2 separate regions of the Ovis aries genome follow, and region 1 is linked to region 2. A link is a contact called in public Hi-C data. All regions are on one chromosome and are shown on one strand. Each heading gives the region's core, a stretch centred on a gene start, on an enhancer-like site or on the middle of the called end of the contact. The rest is flanking DNA. Distances are from core to core; before and after follow the strand shown.

Region 1 (6,234 bases), core at 80-2,579, 1.1 Mb before region 2:
CCTCTTCTCCCTACAGGTTTGTATTATCTTGGCTCAGTGAGTATCTTAGTCTATTCAGGCTGCTTTAACAAAATGTCATAAACTGAAGTAGCTTATAAACAATGAATATTTAGTTCTCACATTTCTGGAGTGTAGGAAGTCCAAGAGCCTAGTGTTGGCAGATTCAGGAGCCAACTCCTTATTGATGACATGGGGAAACCATGTCTTCTCACTGTAACCTCCCATGGGGAAAGCTGCAAGGGAGCTTTCTCGGGCCTCTGTTATAAGGGTATTAATCCCATTCATGAGGCTCTGTCCTCATGACCTCAGCTCCCAAAGGTCCCACCTCTTAATACCATCCCTTTGTGGGTTAGGATTTCATCATGTGAACTTGGGAGACACAGACATTCAGACCATAGCAATGATTTCAATATGTGAATTTGGGGGACACACAATTTAGACCATAGCAATGATTTCAACATGTGAATTTGGGGGACACACACATTTAGACCATAGCAATGAGCAGTCTTTTGAATGCCAACAAAAATATGTGCACGTGTCCCCAGGTGGCAGGCTGCTTTCATCAGCAGCCTTCTTTGATGGGCTTCCTGCATATCATTATCATTTCTACTTCTACAGATTAAAAAGAAAATCACAAAAGTACAATGACTTGTCTAAGAAGACACAGCCAGTAAGACCGCACTAGGGGTGAGGAAGCATGTTCTCAGGGAGGGTGACTTGAGAGATCCTGACGGTATGGAGAAAGAAGGCAGAGGGCAAGCTTGATTCAGAATCGGTCAGACTTCCAGGACAGGTGAAATTCTAGCCCTTTGGAAGCTAGAAACAGGGACAACAACTAGTCTCTGGAAGACCTGCGACTGCTTCAGGTGAGTGACCAGAAATAGCCCTTCAAACCCAGAGGCAGGATTTTCAGATCTTTAAACGGAGCTGTGGACAGATGTTGAGGGAGTGGCTTTTCCTAATACTCCTGTTTTTGGGGGGAGAGGGGGCCTCAGTCACCCCTATAACAGTGCAAGCCGGAGAACCGGCCTGGCTAAGTTACTCCCACACAACTGCGAAACGACACTCAAAAAGAACAGAGCGTGAAAGGGAGGCTCCAGGCAGAGGGACCTGAGCGCTGTTCCTGTGCCGGCCCCAGTCGTGAGCCGGCCTGGGGGTCAGCCCCTCGCCAGGGCGGCTTCAAAATCCTGCAGCGCCCGGCCCTGCAGTTCCCAGATGCGGACAGTAGGTGGCAGTGGGTCGTGAGAAATCTCGGTCCTCTCCGGGCCGGGGCTCTGGAGACCCAGCCGGGAGAAAAACGTGGCTGGGCTTCGGCCGCGCCGGCTAGAAACGCCCCCGGGGTGGGGCGAGCGGGCAGTCCCGGGACCCGCGCGGCTCCAGCCTCGGCCGAGGTCAGGGAGGACCTGAGAGGCAGCGCCTGGAGCCGGACATGGCGGGCTCCCTGGGGCTCCCGCTGCCAATGCGACTGTGCTCTCACGGGGGGCCCTTGGGGACCCTGCACCCTCGTGAAGCCCTGCCCACTGCCTCCCCAGCCAGAATGTGTGCCCGGCGTGGGAATTTATTTCCTCCGCAAATAACTTTTTTTTTCAACTGAAGAAACTGCTGTTCAGAGAGGTTAAGGGATTGCTGTAGCCACAGAGGCGTCGTGGGCTGTGAGGATTAAAACCCAGTCCCGTCCGATGAGTCGGTGCTTTCTTCTACTGTACCCATACCCGGTACAGGTTCCCCTTGCCAGAACGTCTGGGTATAACGCGGGGTGGTCTCTGGAAGCGTTTAAAACCCATGGCTCAGCCGCAGTGTGGTCCAGGCCGGTTCTGACTCCACTCTGAGGTCGTGCCCAGCGAGGGGAGTCGCTGCGGTGGCCTCTGGGTGGCCTTCCGAGTGCCCCAGTTCGCTCCCCGTCCCCTAACTGCACACCAACCCCCTGTCCGGCATCCGGCCCGCCATCTCCCAGCGAGGACCCTGACAGAGCTGGCCCCTCCTCTGTCCGCCTCCTCTAATAAGTAATCCTGGGTCTCAGCCCCTCTCACAACCTCTGACATTTTAAAGCACTTTTGCTCTTGAGAATTCGTTAGATCTTTACAACCACCCGGCGAGGCTGGCGGAGCAGGGCTGTTTATATTTACAAAAGAGAAAACAGAGGCTTCGGAGAAGGGATTTGCAGCCTGTGCGTGGCTGAGCGGGTCTCGAACCCCCAGGTCTTCCCAGCGGCCTCCCTAGACCGGGCGGGAGCAGGGGTGCTGGTGAGAGAGTTCTCCCGGAGGCGAGGCCGCTCCCGCCTGTTCTTCCTCTGCCGACGGTGGGCGGGAGGGGAGCAGCGGACAAATTAATTCACGCTATCTTTACATTATGTATAATGCCGCATGATTTTATTTTGCTTCATTCCCGAAATCTTTTACAGTAATTAGTATCCGAGTAAAATATAAAAATTAATGCAATATAACACTTTAATGGTAATAATACACCATCCTGTCTAATTAATAAAATCTGTTGTTTCCAAGCACGATTATTTATTTGACAAATTGATAGCACACATCCTGTTCATACCCTCTTTCCCGGCTCCCATCCTTTCAGTTTATTGAATAAAATTGTAGCAGGAAAATAAACAGATTGTCCTCTGACCTGACAAGCAAGTGAGAAATAAACCCCTCACTCATACATCTCTAATTGTTCTCAACAATATTCTCTAACACATGTCCAAGTTGGTTAGAAATGAATCTCAATTTCCCCTTCTGTTTTTTTTTTTCCCCCTTAATAATTGTATTTCATTATAGGGAAAAGAGATCTCCCCGCCCCCCCCCCCCCACCCCACCCCACCCATCCTTAGGGTAGTGTTTGTATTGGGCCAGTTGGGGAAATGAATTTTGTCACTGCCTTCAGAGATTCTGACGGCTCGCTGACAGAGCGATTGCTCCAGGCTCTTCGGAGAGAGGAGGTCTGGGCTGCTCTGAGCTACTGCTGCGGAGGAACGCTGAGCCCACCTCGCAGGCAGCAAGAGAGGATCAGAAAGGAAGCAAGCAGAGAGGGAGTTTCCTGGTGTTCTGCTGGTTAACATTCCAGGTTTTCACTGCCATGGTCTGGGTTCAATCCCTGGCCAGGGAAGTGAGATCCCACAAGCAGAGTGATTGGGCAAAAAGAAAAAAAAAAAAGAGAGAGAGAGAGAGAGAGAGAGAAAGGAAAAAAAAAGGAATAGGGAGTACACGCTGGGAGAATTGTCAAGAGGAGTTGGGAAAACAAAGCCGTGAGAAGGGTTTGGGCAGTATACTCAGGCCTGGCAATATTTGTGGGTAGGGGCTGAAAAACAACGTCCTGTGTTACTGTGTCTGGGAAACTTGGGATGAAACACTGATCTAATTACAAACCCAAACGTGTATTATTTTATGTAGCACAGGGACATTTTATATGCTGTGAAAGTATGAAAGCATTTTAAGCTATAAATAGGGACGCCAAAGCAGAGATAGAGACACACAGACAGATGGAGAGAAAGACACAGAGAAAGAGCAAGACAGAGAAAGAAAAAAAAAAGAGGCAGACTCACCATCTGAGGGTTATTTTGCAGCGTTTTTCTCTGAAAGTAACATTGTGATGTGATCTGTGTTTGAGAGAAAGCTATGTTGTACCCAGCTTTCAAGCTACATTTGCTGTAATAAAAAAGGAAAAATCTCCAAGTGTGCAAAGGGAAAGAAAGTCACCCTCTCATGGAAGCTGGCCTTAGTACTCAGGCAGAAATGTACATACCTGAACACACACATACACGTGTGTGTGTGTGCGTGCTCTCTCTCTCTCGCTCTCTCTCACACACACACACTTACCCAATCCATGATTGGGTCTCCAGTGTCCTTTCTGCTGAAAAACTCTATGATCTGATGTGCACCAGGCACCCATGGACAAAGAAGTTTGGCAGGCTACAGTCCATGGGCTTGAGAAGAGTTGGACACAACGGAGCAACTAAGCACAGAGCACAGGCCCAACACACACACACACACACACACTGCAGACACAGTGACATAGGACAAAGGCACACACACCCTGCTGAGCCCAGGCCACTGCACCAATGCACTCTCGCTCCATGGCTAAGATTTCCTAGGCCCCCTGCCCCCTCTGAAGTCTCAATGTGTGTTTGTCGCTCAGTTATGTCCAACTCTTTGTGACCCTATGGACTATAGCTTGCCAAGCTCCTTTGTCCATGGCATTCTCCAGGCAAGAATACTGAAGTAGGTTGCCATTACCTTCTCCAGGAAATTTTCCCTACCCAAGGATCGAACCTGGATTTCCTTCATTGCAGGCAGTTTCTTTGACTGTCTGAGCTACCAGGGAAGTCCCTGAAGTCTTAATACTCTGATCTTATTAAACCCTCTCCTACCTTTTTTTCTTGAGCTACTCTGCCACACACCCCCCCATTGTCAGCTAATGAATTATCTTATAATAATTTTTAAAAGAATTTAAATAAGATTTGCTTGAGAGCATTTTCTTTTATCTCTGGAAACCCATAGATGGTTACGTCAAGCTTTTTGCCAACACCCAGTTATACAGAGGGTGATTGATAAGTGCAGTTTGAGTACTTTACCTTGTATAAAGTGCTTCCCTATGAATCGTTTCAGGGAAGGGATTACTACACCTGTTTTACAGATAAGGAAATTGGTAGCTTCTTTCCAGGAGGAAACAGTTGGAGTATTTATTGAACATTGATTACTGAACACTTCTCATGAGTCAGATACTACCTACATAATTTATAGGCATTATTTCTTTTAATCCTCACAATAACTCCATTGTTCAGTTTTTTACTCCCAATATGATAGATAAGGAGACTGGTATTCAGAAGGTCTGTGTAATTTGTCCCAAATTATATAGTTAATATATGACAGGACTTGGGTGTGAACCCTCCCCTGTCTGGATTTTCCAGACAGGGGAGGGTTCCTGAAAGCCATGTTCTAGTTCCATCTCTGTTAGTTACTGAAGGAATGATCTGAACAAGTAACATTGCTGGGAAAGATTGAAGGCAGGAAGAGAAGGGGACTACAGAGGACGAGATGGTTGGATGGCATCACTGACTCAATGGACATGAGTTTGAGCAAGATCCAGGAAATGGTGACGGACAGGGAAGCCTGGGGTGCTGCAGTCCATTGGGTCACAAAGAGTCGGACACAACTGAGCAACTGAAAAACAACAAAGTCTCCTCAACTAGAAAACGATTAAAATTCTCACCTCATGGGATTGACATGAAGGCTAAAGGAGACTATGGATGTAGATATAGATATATAGGTACAGATATATATCTATAGATAAATATATATGATGCACAGCAGAGAGCCAGGCATGTGTCAAGAGTTAAAGTTCATTTTCCCCTTCAATTCTCCTTTTGTCCTTATGTCAGCCACTCTTCCAGAAACTGCCTGAAAGATAACTCAGTTGGCTGGAGCTGAACCTAGTAGCAATTCCAGGTTGCAAGCCTTGGGTTTACCATTTGAAAAATAAGGAAAGACTGGACAGCTTTTTGTGAAGACAAAATAACTTCAAGCAGGAGAGGTGAGCACAGTGCCAGGTATACATGCATATGTGCTAAATCACTTCAGTCGTGTCTGACTCTTTGCAACCCTGTGGACTGTAGCCCGCCAGGCTCCTCTGTCCATGGGATTCTCCAGGCAAGAATACTTGAGTGGGTTGCCCTGTTCTCCTCCATGGGATCTTCCCTGCCCAGGGATTGAACCCTGTCTCTTATATCTCCTGCATTGGAGTTCTTTACCACTAGTGCCACCTGCAAAGCCCCATTTGGTATACAGTTGGTGCTAAATAAATATTTGTGAAAGGGAAGAAAGGAGGAAGGAGAGGACCAGGGAAGTGGTGCCCAGGTGCTTGGAAAGGCCCTGTGCCCCACAGCTCTCGGGGCCACAGGCCCAGTCCTGCCCTGGCTCCACCCAGCATTGGGCAGGAACGTTCTAGGGGATGGTGAGTGTCCTGCAGACCTGCTCAGTGCCATCGATCAATATGCTTTATGATGGATCTAATTAAGCTCTCTAACGAGGGATCACAAGATGACAATTTATCCCAGAGCCATCACTCATTAAAATGCTATTTCAGGAGATGACATCGTTCCAGCCTTAATTGGCAGAGTTTGCGTGACTGGAATCCCTTGGGAGCAGAGATGCCCCTTGTCATTTTCTCATCACCTCCAGGGTAAGGGAGTCAGAAGGGCCCTGAGAGGCACAGGTGTTGTAACAGCTCAGGTCCCACCTC
Region 2 (6,154 bases), core at 1,643-4,142:
GTGGAAGTGAGGTCCTTGCTATGTAGAAATTGATATGAGAGGGCCACTTTGAGGCATTACATAAGCAGGGAATTTGTGAAAGAAGATAAGGACAGGAGAGAGGAGTTGGGAATTAGAGCTAGAAAAATAAAAAAGTTCATGTAATCTAAAGTTGCCAACTTGAGGAAGACCTTCACAGATCAAGTGATAAAAGATACAGAGGAGAAAACCTCATCTTTGTTCCACTAACTGAAGAAAATGGAGAAAGTAAGTAAACGCAGAAGAGGTACCAAGCTGAGATGTCTGTTAGTCATATGTTGGCTTCTTAAAGTATACTCCATGTTTGGTTTAATATAAACTCCAGACAAGAGAAGGAAAAGGATAGAAATAAGGGTCGGGATGAGCACCTAGGGTTGGTGGGACAGAAGGAATAGCCCCACTAATAGGAATAGCTCATCTCCTATCCCAGCTGGGAAAGATGATGCTTGAGGACTGGAAGCTTGAAGACTGCAAGTTAAAATGACTTGATGACTGTTGGCTGAGAGGACAACAGTCCCCAACCAGAAATCTTGTGTCCCTTTCACCCACAGAGACCTTCATGCCTGGAAAAATCTGCCTGGAGAGGCCAGAGCCTAGAAGCCAGTGAAAAGAATGCCTGGCACCTTTCCTGCCAGCTCCTTCACACCTGGTCCCAAAACTCCCAGAAGTGCTCCTTGACTCAGAGGCCCAACGGGCAAACCCAGACTGGTGTTTCTATACTAGACAAGAGTCAAATCTCTTCTGGGTTTTGATTTTGTCTTTGTTTTAGTTTGTTTTTGTGAATGAGTGTGGCCTGGCCCAGCTGTCCTTCCAAAGCCTCTCTCTGGCCCTGGAACTCAACTACAGGAGCAAAAATTCTCTGGAAATCTTATAAAGGGCAAATTGAATGACCCCTCCTAAATGCCTGCAGAGTTAAAGCAGAGAGAAGAGGGGATAATTTTAAGTCCCAAAGCCTGAATTCTCAGGGTAGAGCCACCGATAGAGGTGAAACATCCCAGACTGAAACGCTGGGGCCGACTTGGGTTTCTCAAAGTTGTGGTAAGTTTGGCTTTACAAGTACCAGCGTATGAGTTCTTTAAATCACCCAGCATTGGGAAATCTGGGGAATAAGACAGACTCCCCCGACCAGGTACAGGCTGTTGGCAGAAGGCCAAAAAAAAGGCGACATTATCAAGATCTCCGGCGTCCAAGGCCCTAACACTGGGCCGCGGTGGACCTTCGGAGGAGGAACGGCGAAATCCTCTTTAGATTTTATCTAATAAACTGATAACCAAAGTAGATTGATAAGGCGGAATCCCGAGCCAATCGCAACATTAATCCCTAAAGGAAAGAAACTAAAGTTTGGGGTCTTGATGCCGCACTTCAGGCTGTGCATGGGTTGACACGTGGCCCTCGGGGGCGGGAGTGAGCCCTAAGAGTTTCCTTTCAAGCCACAGGCGCTGCAGTACAGAGCAGGGGGCAAGGCAAAGAGCGCTGCAGAGGGTTGAAGTGCTGGACTCTCCACCTGGTCTGCACTGGCCTGCGGGCTCCAGGAAGTTCCGAAAGGAGCCCAGGACACCCAGGCACCGTGGCCAGATCCCGGCACACTAGGGCTCACTTTCCCTGGGGGTCGGAGCCCCGCGCTGCGCAAGAAGCCCGGCACCGAGCACCGGGAACCAGGGAGGGAAGGCGGGGCAAGCGGTGGGAGCAGACTTACCTGCCCGCAGCTATCGCTGCCTCCGAGCTGTCCGGGTGTCCCTGCGCACGACAACCAGCAAAGACAACTCGGCTTTGCTAAGTTTGGCCTCGCACCTCCAGAGAAGAGGCGCGAACCGGCAAATGAAAGGCGCGCTCGGTTCCTGGAGAGAGGTCCCCCTGAACTTGGGAAGGGGAGCGCAATGAATTCTGCTCGAGAAGTTAATATTTAAAGCACCCACGCAAAAATCAAAACGACTGTTAAAGACTCGTATTCTCGCCTTGAAAGTCTCCTTACACCAGCCGGGAGGACAATTCAGATCTACATGACTTCATCCTAAGGTTCTAACTTCTTTGAGGAAGGGCTTTATAGGTACTGTATAAATAGTACAAATATAAATGTCTTCCAAAACACGGAGAATGAGAACTTTTACTGAAACGAAGAATAAGTGAAAGAGTATAAAAAGCCAAAAAGGAAGAAGTTGGAAACTTTAATTACAGCCCAGAGAAAACTTTTAGCAATTGATTTCCTTAAACAGGAATAACAAACACACCAACGACTCCAGCAGCCCATCGCACTTCATTTAAGTTTGGTGTAACCAAATAACCCGAACTCCCAAATAACAGTGCCCTTGGGACTCTGCCTCAGAGGTCGGAACTCGTGTTTCAACAACAAAAGCAAAAAAGCAAACTGTGAATAATGCTCTGCGTTCTTTAAGACGTCACTTTGCAAAAGGACCAGGCATTGTCCCTGGACTTTAAATGGATAGAGAATAACATTAAATTTCATTTGAATCTGCGCATCATCATATTGGGAAGACCACAAGCGGTAGCGACAGTAGCAGCAGCAGCACCGCCACAAAGGAGGTGGGGAAAAGTGGTAAAAATGCATGAACTTTTTTCAAAGAAAAATAAAGATAAATCAAAAATAAGTTTTACAGACATGTCTTTCCTGGCTTAGGAAAGTTAATTTTTAAATGTTCTCCTGCTGTCTAAGGTGCAAAGCCGAGTCTAGGGGACTGCGTGGCTGGAATCTGCATGCTGATAAGAGAAGGCTGATGTACTTACAGTGACAGAGGGCAGGCTGCGGGAGAAAAGCTGTTTGTGTTAGCCTGCGAGCTACCCAGGGCTGCAGTGAGAGCAGAAGGGAGGAGTGGGAGTGCCAGTCTGCGTACACCTTCACCGCGTCTCATTACATCTGCCAGCCTCTCTCTCCCTCTCTCTTTCATTTCCACATTCCCTTTGTTCCTGAAAAAAAAATCTACACGTCACATCAGAGTCCCCAGATGCAGTCTACACCAAAGAAAAAAAATGAATAATTCAATCAAACTGTGCATAGTCTCTAAGGCAATAAATCTATTGCACTTAAAGAAACGAAGGGTAATTACCACCATGGAATTAGAATAAGGCCAAAGACCCGAGATGTCGTTAAGTCTCTGGGTAAACGCCCCGGTCAAATAAAGTTTCATTTATTTAATCCTTTTGACATCTCAAATGGAAAGTCAGAGAAAGATTTTAACTTGTTTTAGAAGGATATTCACTTATCTTTAAACACATTTTTAGAAGGGGGCGGGGGGGAAGAAGGGGAGAAAGCACCTCGGGTGTACTATCCTGCTGAAAAGGCTCCCAAAGGCAGCAGCACAGAGCGGGCACAAACATGAACCAAGACAATGTGTCCGTGGAGCCTGTCCAGGGTCAGTTTCTCTGCCACTCCACCCTCCTCCTCTCCTCTCTAATTAGACGAGGATCGAGGATCGCTCTCCACTCTCACCGGCCACCACCGAAGCTCGACTGAGAGCAGCTGGAATCTGGGAACACTACCTGCAGCACCAGAACCTAAGAAAAATCGCGATTCCCTGCCACCAACATCTCATGCCATCCCCATGCACCCCTCCAAGCCCGTAATCATCTACTTCTTCCATCTGCCTAAGAGAAACTGTAAAAGGGATTTCCACCCCCCCCCCCCCATGACTGAATGGAAGCTCTGTACTGTACCGACTTCTGGATTTGCCCTGGGTTGAGTTTAGGGAATGTCTGGAAAGAAAAAAGGGGGGGAGGAAAAAAGGAGGGGTGCAGCTCAAGCCTTATCCAAGTTACTCATAAAGCTTTTAGACAGGAAAGAGCCTACGGGAGAAACAGCTGGGATGCACACTGACTTGGAAATCTCAGTTCTAGGAACCGTGTCTTTTCATCCCGGAGGTAAGATTATGTGACTCTCGCACGTTTATCCTTTTGCTGTCTGTGTGTCTCTCTTACCCACCGGCAGGGACCTCTCCCAATCGGGTCAGCCAGCATGCACCCTAGAGAAGGACACAGCACGACATAAGGCTTTCTTTTCCAGGTCTCTCCACTCATAAATTGTGGGCGTCATTGAAACGAGATTAGCAAATCTTTTACCGCTGGCGACAGCCACCAGACCCTCTGTCCCTCTGCTGTTGCACCCTGGTCGCGGCATCTCGGGCTGCACAATGGTCCGGAAGACCTAGCCTGCCGGGTCGCCTATCCTGAGAGTTCAGGTGATGCAGGGAGAATCTCGGCGTCCCAAACGGGTTCCGCCGAGAGTTTCCACTCAATACCACCCCCCGCCGCCTCTGTGCGTGCGGTGGCACGCACCCACAGACACACATAGACACGTACACGTTTTGCCATTCTGGCCGAACTCTTCATCTAAACTCAAGTCTCTTTAACAGTCAATTCAGTCCGCTTGAGAGCAGCGGGAAAACTAGGATGATACGTGGATGAACCGCGAGGGTGCCAACCGTCTGGCTTGGCCGAGCTTTGTTTACGTGCCTAAGTCGCCACCTTGAGGTCGAGCCGAAGACTGCGCCCGGCTCCCGGCTGTTGAGACCAACCCGGCGGACACCGGCCCCTCAGTCTTGGCGAATGCCGTGGACCGCTCGAAAGAGAAGCAAAGGGAGGGCACCTCTCAAGCGGACGGTCTGAGCAAAGCAAGACCTGTCCTCTGAGACCCGGGTTGAGAGGAGTAAGGGCTAAAACTGCAGGTTAGCTGAAACCAATAGCAGGGAACCGAACGAAGGAGCACTCTCCCAGCAAAGTGCAAAACCCGGGACCAGTCTGCAGATGCAAGGCAGGCGCTTCTGCCCTGAAACTTCAAGCACTAACTCCCAGGGCAGTAGCAAAGGGTTGGAAGCAGCTTCGGAGAGGTGTAGCAGTAGCTCGGGTCCTGTCTGAGGACCAAGCTCCCTTTTGCGGCCACCTCGGCTCAGCTCGGACTTCGTACTCCCACGGGCTCCTCTCCCGCTTGTTGTCTACCCTCGGGGCCGGAAACAAAGGGATTCAACGACTCAGCTAGACCCGAGGTCACTTAGCAAGGGGATTCCAGGATAGAACTACATGAAGGAGAGGGATGTGTTCAGGCAACCTGGCCGTCTGCAGCGACGACTGGATACTTAACGCTATAGCCGCCCATTTCTCAGAAAAACAGTCCTTCTGATTGTCTAACAATGGATTAGGTAAAATAATAGTGATTGTTAATTATATCAGCGATTTCCAAGTTTCCCACCCATACCTCTATTGAAACCCTTTTTCCGCAAACCGTTCTTCCTGTATTCACGTCTTGCATTATAAGGATACCAGGCTTAAGAATACCCTAGCTAAATTCTGAAATAACTTGTGGTTGTTCTTTGTTGTGCCTGGACACTGCCTCCAAGGCATGGGGACGTCTGCAAGGCCACTGCAAGTCCCATCTCTTCTGTGAAATGTGCCCTAAAGCTGTCCTGGGAATTTCCCTGTTACTTGGGTACACAGACATTGTTTAATAGTAATGCTTTACAAAAGGAGAAGAATAATTTGATTTGTCTCCAGAAAAAGGACACTCAGGAACTATCTTGTGCTATATGAGGCTATAAATCACTCCTTGCTAATACCGACTGGGGCCTTTCAGTAGTTTGGTCAGAATAACAAGAACAGTAGTAGCAGCAGAAATACATTTTATAAAGAGAATCACAGCGACCTAATGCTGATGATGGACAACAGGAAATGTCTTTTCAAAGAAGAGAAGCAACAGGCCCCCAAGCCAGACCCAATTCTGCTGTTTCGTACCACAACCTAGCAAATTAACATTGGATTGCTCCTTCACTTGTGTGGAAAGCTGAGTGTTATGGAATACAGCATGGAATTTTCCCAGGGAATCCCAATTATAGAAACACCTGTGCTAAGTAATGCTATTTTGATCCACTATGAAAACCTTAAGTATGTAATAGCCCTCAAATCATCTCATTTCTTAGTCACATGGGGTGGGCCAACCTCATGCAAGAAATGCCCAGAGCTTTATCTCAGGGGGCTTTGCCTTGGTTTTACCATACATAATCCTGACAGTTCATCTCTTAAATGGAAGGGATATATACATGAAGTCTACTGTAACTGGCAGAAACTAAGCCTGGATATAAACCTCACAAAGAAAAATAGAATGAAAGGCCAATGACTACAAAACTGGAACACA

The links. Hi-C and Micro-C count contacts between places; a contact is called where the count stands out from the background.
Region 1: a Hi-C map of liver shows a contact between it and region 2, with 11 times the contacts expected there. The contact joins the enhancer-like site here to the promoter of SOX6 in region 2. A contact is called at or near these places in 8 of 16 Hi-C or Micro-C datasets (hypothalamus, liver, mesenteric adipose tissue and 4 more).

What each region holds. Positions count from the first base shown.
Region 1 is chr15:36,623,201-36,629,434 of ARS-UI_Ramb_v3.0, reverse strand. No RefSeq gene overlaps it. Among named protein-coding and RNA genes, the nearest start is that of INSC, 610 kb to the left of the region's middle. Within about 2 kb of position 1,329, at least 41 of the 54 cell types and tissues checked have an H3K27ac peak or open chromatin away from gene starts, as enhancers often do. A contact at or near this core is called in hypothalamus, liver, muscle and 1 more, where this site is marked.
Region 2 is chr15:35,555,340-35,561,493 of ARS-UI_Ramb_v3.0, reverse strand. SOX6 (SRY-box transcription factor 6) reads right to left here and starts at 2,892. Exons shown (of 18, transcript XM_060399843.1): 1 at 2,761-2,892. LOC132657869 (a long non-coding RNA gene) reads left to right here. Exons shown (of 2, transcript XR_009596624.1): 1 at 1-246; 2 at 570-2,624.